Linked DNA regions of Gossypium arboreum: region 1 is linked to region 2. A link is a contact called in public Hi-C data. All regions are on one chromosome and are shown on one strand. Each heading gives the region's core, a stretch centred on a gene start, on an enhancer-like site or on the middle of the called end of the contact. The rest is flanking DNA. Distances are from core to core; before and after follow the strand shown.

Region 1 (3,346 bases), core at 535-3,034, 890 kb after region 2:
TATATATCGGTCGCCTCCACTTCAAGTTGTTCACTGGTCCCTTCATTCGACATCTCTTGTCAAGACAAATGTTGGTGCCAGCTTTTCCCTTGCACAGAGAAAGGGATATTCAAGAGTAATCATTAGGGATGAACATGAACAAACTATGTGGGCTTGTAGTTGTCTTACCTTCCAATTGCCTATAGCTTTTGCAGCAAAAGCTCTAGCAGTGGTCCATGAGTTAAGGTTCGCTCTTGATATGAGTTTCCTGTCAATCATCCTGAAAAGTGATTCTAGGTCGGTCATCTAAAAGTTAACCACAAGTTCAAAAGATTTATCAGAAATTAGTGCACTTATTTGAGAGACAAATGAGCTTTCAAAGCTATTTGTGGACTATCAACGGGAAGCTTTGATTTGGGGAATTTATTGATCTCTTTGTTTCCCCAACTTCTCCCCTCAAGTGTTTTGTTCACATCTATTTGCTACTTTACTTGATGACTTGGCATTGGTTAGGGTCTCTCCATGAGAGAGGCCTCTTTAGACTGTATCTTTTTATTTTCTTCTATTAAATAAGGTAACTGAATTTTCTCTAAAAAAAATAACTATTATAATAATTGGTACTCATGCACGGTTAAATATAATATCTACACATTAAATAATCAATATTTTAATATATTAAATATGATTGTACCCATTGTTTTAGTTTAGTAAGCATGATAATATATTTTAATAAAATATTTTAATAAAAAACAATATTATTTTTAAAAATTTTAATTATTTTAATGAAAAATATTGTAATATATTATAAATAATAGAAATTAAATGTAAAATTGAAACGCGTCACTTGACGCAAGTATAGATTATGTACCTTGTTATAATGTTAAAAGAATATTAAATAAATTATTAAAAAATATTAAATAAATATAATATAAATTATTTAAATTAATATAAGAAAAACTATGGTAATTGAACGATGATTTTCGCAACAGAATATAATTTATAATTTATTTAAATTATGGTAAAGAATATTTAATGTTCAGTTTTATAATTTAATAAAATAAATAATTGAATTTTTAATAAAAGTTAATACAGTTTATTTAAATTAATATACACAAAACACATGAAATTATTTATCATATAATTTAATATAATTTAATTTTATTATATACAAAAAAAAATAACCTATGAGAATTGAAAGTTCAATTTTATATCAAATTGTTAAAAGTAAATATAATATAATCTATTTAAATTAATATGTTCATTAAATACCAAAAATATAATGATTAATGGATAATTAATTTTATTATATATTTTTTATTTTAATGCATTAAATCATAATATAATTGAATGTTCATAGTTTTAGTGTGAAGATCAACATATTATTATTATTACTATTATTATTATTAGGTTTTTAATTATATTATTATTTTTTAGTTCTAAATTATGATTTAAATGAACATATACGAAGGCCATAAATATTAATTAGGTTTTATCATGTAAACATAATGTTTTTTAAATATGATGAAAAATAATATGATTTATTAAAAAATTAATGGATAATTAAAACAAAAATAAATAAATAAAACATAATTGCGTCATTTTTCGCAATTTTAGTGTGTATTTTACTGCATTATATATATGATAACAGTTAATATTCAATGTACTTGAGCTATAATTTGCTTCCAAAAATAAAAAGGATGCCACATGTTTTATTATTTTAATATATTTTATTGATGCCACATGTTTTATTATTTTAATATATTTTATTTCTTTCTCCTACAGAGTATATTTCAGCTTTTGAAGTCTAATATGTTTTTAAAAGAAATTAGTTGAGTCTAAATATTCAGTGATGAATAAATCAATACAGAAGGAGTGAAATTAATAATAGGTATAAATGGTTTGATATCAAATATTGTGATATGTTGTTTGTTCGATTGTGAATTATTTGATGAAATAATTATGAAGAAAAAGAAGAGTTCTTGATGAGCTAATGTCTCCTAGAAAATAAATAAATAAATTATAAGCGGAAAGGAAGGAAGCATAGGTGAATTATTTGATATGGAAAATGGTGGGTATTACGATTTAGTTGTTTGTTGTATCTCTGGCTCACAGACAAGGAGGGAAGGGGACATGATCTGTGTGTCTGACACTAAGCTAGCCCTGGCGGATGCATCATATCATGTCCCATTACACTTTTCAGCTTTCAGTCCGAGAGAGAGAGAGAGAGAGAGAGAGAGAGAGAGAGAGAGCGTTTGATGCAATTCGGCCTTCATTAAATCAACACTGCCCGGTTCTCGTGAAAAAGGAATTGGCTTCATCGAATCTATCCCCATGGCATAACCTCCCTTTTGCTGTTCCCAAACATACTACACTCTCTCTCCCAGCTTTACCCTTTACCCTCCTTTGCTTCGACTTGTTTCTTCAGAAGCATACTGAATCATCTTCTTTGATCTACCTAACATCACCCCTTCAGTTCCTCCTTCACCCCATCTTCTCTTGCGTTTCTTTCTTCTCTCTCACTCTCCCACCGTAATCATTCCTCGGGTTTCCTTTCATCTTTACCTAAAACTATGGGGCTACTTGCTTCTCCATCACTACTAGTTTTCTGGCAATATCTCTAATGGGATATGTTTGTCCTTTTCTGGGTTTTCAGTCTCTGGGAAATCTTCACTCTTTGTATACTGACTGCGATGCTTTGACCAGTGAGAAAGTTGCTGTCTTTTGGGCTCCAACCTCACTGCTTTTTCCTCAAAAACTTGTTATTTGAAGAGGAGCTTGCTGCATTACAAAAGATAAGCTCAGATAATGGCATTTTTATACTTGTCATTTTTGGTGGTTGGGATTCTATCAGGACCAGTTCTTGTGGATGCTCAGCTCCATGATGAAGCTACATTGTTAGCCATTAAAAAGAAGCTGGGTGGTGTACCGGGTTGGGGTGACAACAGCACGGACTACTGCAATTGGGAAGGCATTCATTGTGGCTTCAACCATTCATTTGTTGAAAGGCTTGATCTTTCTAGGCGTATGCTTAGAGGTAATGTTACTCTAATATCTAATCTTATAGCTTTAAAACACCTCGACCTTTCTTATAATAACTTCAACGGGCCAATTCCTTCAGCTTTTGGGAATTTATCCCAGCTTCAATATCTGGATTTGTCATTGAATAAGTTTGAAGGTTCTATTCCGTTGGAGTTGGCTAGTCTTAGAAACCTTAGATCATTGAACTTGTCAAACAACTTACTTGTAGGAGAGATACCTCAAGAATTCAAGGTGCTAGAAAATTTGCAGGAAATTCAGATTTCTAGCAATAGGTTGAGTGGTTCTATCCCACATTGGGTGGGCCATTTGACCAATTTGAGAGTTTTTA
Region 2 (3,487 bases), core at 861-3,360:
GCCAACGCTCCTTTCTCTTTCTCGTTGGGTTCTACTAATGGCGGAAGGGTCACGAAAAACGTATAGTTGAGGGAGGAAGATGCCTGATTATCCGAGGGGGTAACATGGATTCTATTCCCTCTGCTGGTTTTGTAATGTGATTTCGGTTGTTAATTAAAAAGCCTTTCAAAGATATCGAGATTGGCCTACACATGGATAACCCAAGTGCAAAATAAAACATCTCACGGGTGTAAATAATTTTTTTAGGCCAACACTTTTAACGACTTTTAAATTAAAGTTTTGATTGCATTTTAATTTAATTCCATAGATTTTGTCATGCATATTATTATGTTTTTGTTTTCAAGTTGCTAAGTTGATAATTATCTTAGCATGTGTGCATATGTTAATTATCTCATGATGTTCAATTTGTGTCAAATGATATGTTCTAGTTGTGTGTATGAGTTTGTGTCATTTTGTTCATATATGTCTATGTGTGTGAGTTAAAGTATAGGTTCTAAGTTCATGGCTGAATTTTGAGTGAAGACATTGTGCATATGTATTGCCTATTTATACTTGATGTAGGTGACCATTTTCGAAATTCATGCACAAGGATTCTTCTAGAACTTAGTCTTCAATACTGGTACATATGACTGTTCATGGGAAGGGATACATACATGTCTTAAGTTTACTTGATGAGGAAGGATTCAAAGCCATCAAAGAAGAGGCATGGACTGTGTGAAATGGAAAATTCTAGAAGCATGTTGCATCCATGCATCACAAGCTCATTAAGACGTCACATTAAAGAGATGCATGAGCCATGCATATACATTCCGCCAAGAGGGATTTAAGGAGTTCAAAGGCTGCACATTCATGGACATGAAGCTTTCTTCCAAGCTAAGTATGCATGAATCCACCAAGTGAAGCTTCATGATTATTCGGCCAAACAGGCACCAACCTAAAAGGACATGAACCAAATTTATTAAGTGTGTGTGTGAACATATTGATGCTTTAATGTGAACAACTTTAAGTGTTAGGTGTGAACATGATTATGTTAGTGTGAACACCATTTGTGCCGAATTTGAATGGTCATTTGAGGGCGTATATAAATAGTGTAATAGGATCTTTATAATGCTGAACTATTCTTGAATATAAAACTTATTTTGTGAGAATTTTTTCTTGTCAGTTCTTAACCGAACTTTCTAAACTTATCAAACTTTTTACAAGTTTGTGACGTTCAACCCTGTCTTATCACTTTGTAATCTACCCCGAAGTGTGGACTTCAATATACTAAGGTTCGGGTATTTGACAAATTTAAGCGGGTCGAGTTTGAATATAACTTTTGTTCCTTAAAACATTCAAGTTCTTTGGGTCGCGGTTTCCACCATCCCTTCAACTAAGACGACCTTCAATTAAGCCATTTTCTAATCTCTCCAAGTCTCAGAAATCACATCATTTTGTCTCATTCAAGGATAGGTTGATGGAAAGTGGTTAAGGATTAAAAAGGGACTGGTATGGTACGTGAGGAGGATGATATTCCTCTTGTTGAGAGTGGCATAGCGACTGGAGTATAGACGGAGTGCCCTCTATCAAGTTTTCTGATAGAGTTCATAAGTTAATGGAGATGAGTCTGGCGTGGACGGTGGTGGCCAAGCTGCTAGGGAGGAGAATTGGGCTTAATGCCCTCTATAATCGAATCTACGCTTTGTGGAAACCACAATAAGCTATTCAACTCATGGATATTGATAATGACTATTTCTTGGGGAAGTTTAGTGATGAGATGGATTTCACAAAGGTTCTGTCGGAAGGTCCATGGGTGGTTTACGACCGTTATCTTATTGATCAACCATGGACTCCGAAACTCAGCACGCTTCAACCATATCCGTTAAATGTAGTGGCTTGGATACGGCTTTCTAGTTAATCTGGAACCATGTATAAGAAGAGGATCTTAAAAGCCAAATGTAGAACTATTGGAAGGGTGATAAGGATCAACTATAATACAAATAGCAGTTCACGAGGACTTTCTCGAATGGCGGTTAATGTAGATCTTAGTAAGCCACAAGCCACTTGTGTCTAATATTTGGATAGATGGTCAGCTCCAAAGGGTTGAGTATGAGTGACTTGCGACAATTTCTTTCGGCTGTTGTAGGTATGGTCATCTGAGTGAGGGTTGTCCGTTGAATATTATGAAGGAAGTACAGGATGAAGAATTGTCGAATGTGCAGCCGGAGAACCCTTAAATGTACTCGTCTGTTGAGAAGGAGCAATTCAGTGATTGGATGGTTGTCCAGCATCAGCCAAGGAAGCAAACAAGGAAAGAGAATATTCTAAGGGACAAAAATTAAGGGTTGAATAAGGAAAAATCTCGGTTGATATTTTGCAGATTTTGAGGAGAATGTGTCAGCTACTAATACAGGGGGGAATGATCCCATGATTAGTGGAGCCGAGGTCTTCTATTTGGGACAAGCTGCAGGTGCTTACAAGCCCATGACAAGGAACAAGGGTAGCAGAAAACCCAAGCCCATATTGCTACTACTTTACCAAAAAATAATCACAATAAATTCAACCCAAGTGTGATTATTTCTATAAATGAACCTAGCTTGACTAGTATCGATGGAGGAAATAGAGAATCAGGACCGAAACATTGAGATTCTCGAGAACCAGAATGCAACCAAGGATGGTGAAGAAGAGCCTAAGCAGTACTCTAAAGCTTCTTCATCGCGATTGCCAGACAAAGATCCAAAGAAGATTTCACCTAGTGCTGGAATCAGAGTTGGACGGGGCGGCACGATGAAGTGCCAATTAACGATTCTATAGGGTGGAACAAATTGATTAGGATTTTAATGAAGTTAATGAAGCCATGGAAGGTATTGAAGAAGATGAGAGCCATGAGGGCATTGGTGTTTCTAGTGGTGTCAAGGCATAATGTCAGGTTTATCCTTTCTTATTCTTTTATTGTGAATCCTAAATTTCTTTTTTGGAATGTGCAAGGGTGTGGTCATTCTCGGTTTGTTAATTTTCTTAAGGAATACCTTAGCGAACATAAGTTGGTCATTGTAGTTCTGGTTGAAAAAAAAAAAAGTTAGTGGTCTAAGGCTAACTCCATTATAGAGAAAATTGGTATGTCGTATTCTCATTGTGTTGAAGCGCAAGGTTTCTCAGGTGGTCTTTATGTCTTATGGTCTGATGTTAGCCTATAATCACTTTAATTCATCCATATGAAAGTTTCTCCACCTAATAGGAGAGGTTATTGTTTTATAACTGTTGTTGATGGGAGTGTCAATTCTTGATAAGGAAAATGGCTATGGGAATGTCTTAATTTGATTATTGAGAATATGTAGGAACCATGGCTTTTAGTTGGTGACTTTATGTAATTCTTAGTAGTGATGAGAAGCCAAGATGGGCTCAAAGGTCTAGTCAAGGCTGTCCTCATTTCAAGATTTTATGTTCTATAATAGGCTATAGGATTTGGGTTTTAAAGGTCTAAACCTCACTTGACGTTGAGTTCACA

Evidence for each region. Hi-C and Micro-C count contacts between places; a contact is called where the count stands out from the background.
Region 1: a contact with region 2 is called in a Hi-C map of leaf, with 2.6 times the contacts expected there. The contact joins the promoter of LOC108465100 here to the enhancer-like site in region 2. A contact is called at or near these places in 2 of 5 Hi-C or Micro-C datasets (both in leaf).

What each region holds. Positions count from the first base shown.
Region 1 is chr2:40,176,369-40,179,714 of ASM2569848v2, forward strand. It overlaps LOC108465100 (leucine-rich repeat receptor-like tyrosine-protein kinase PXC3), which reads left to right and starts at 1,785. Exons shown (of 2, transcript XM_017765413.2): 1 at 1,785-3,346. The coding sequence starts at 2,785.
Region 2 is chr2:39,287,026-39,290,512 of ASM2569848v2, forward strand. No RefSeq gene overlaps it. Among protein-coding and RNA genes, the nearest start is that of LOC128289499, 15 kb to the right of the region's middle. Within about 2 kb of position 2,111, at least 2 of the 2 cell types and tissues checked have an H3K27ac peak or open chromatin away from gene starts, as enhancers often do. A contact at or near this core is called in leaf, where this site is marked.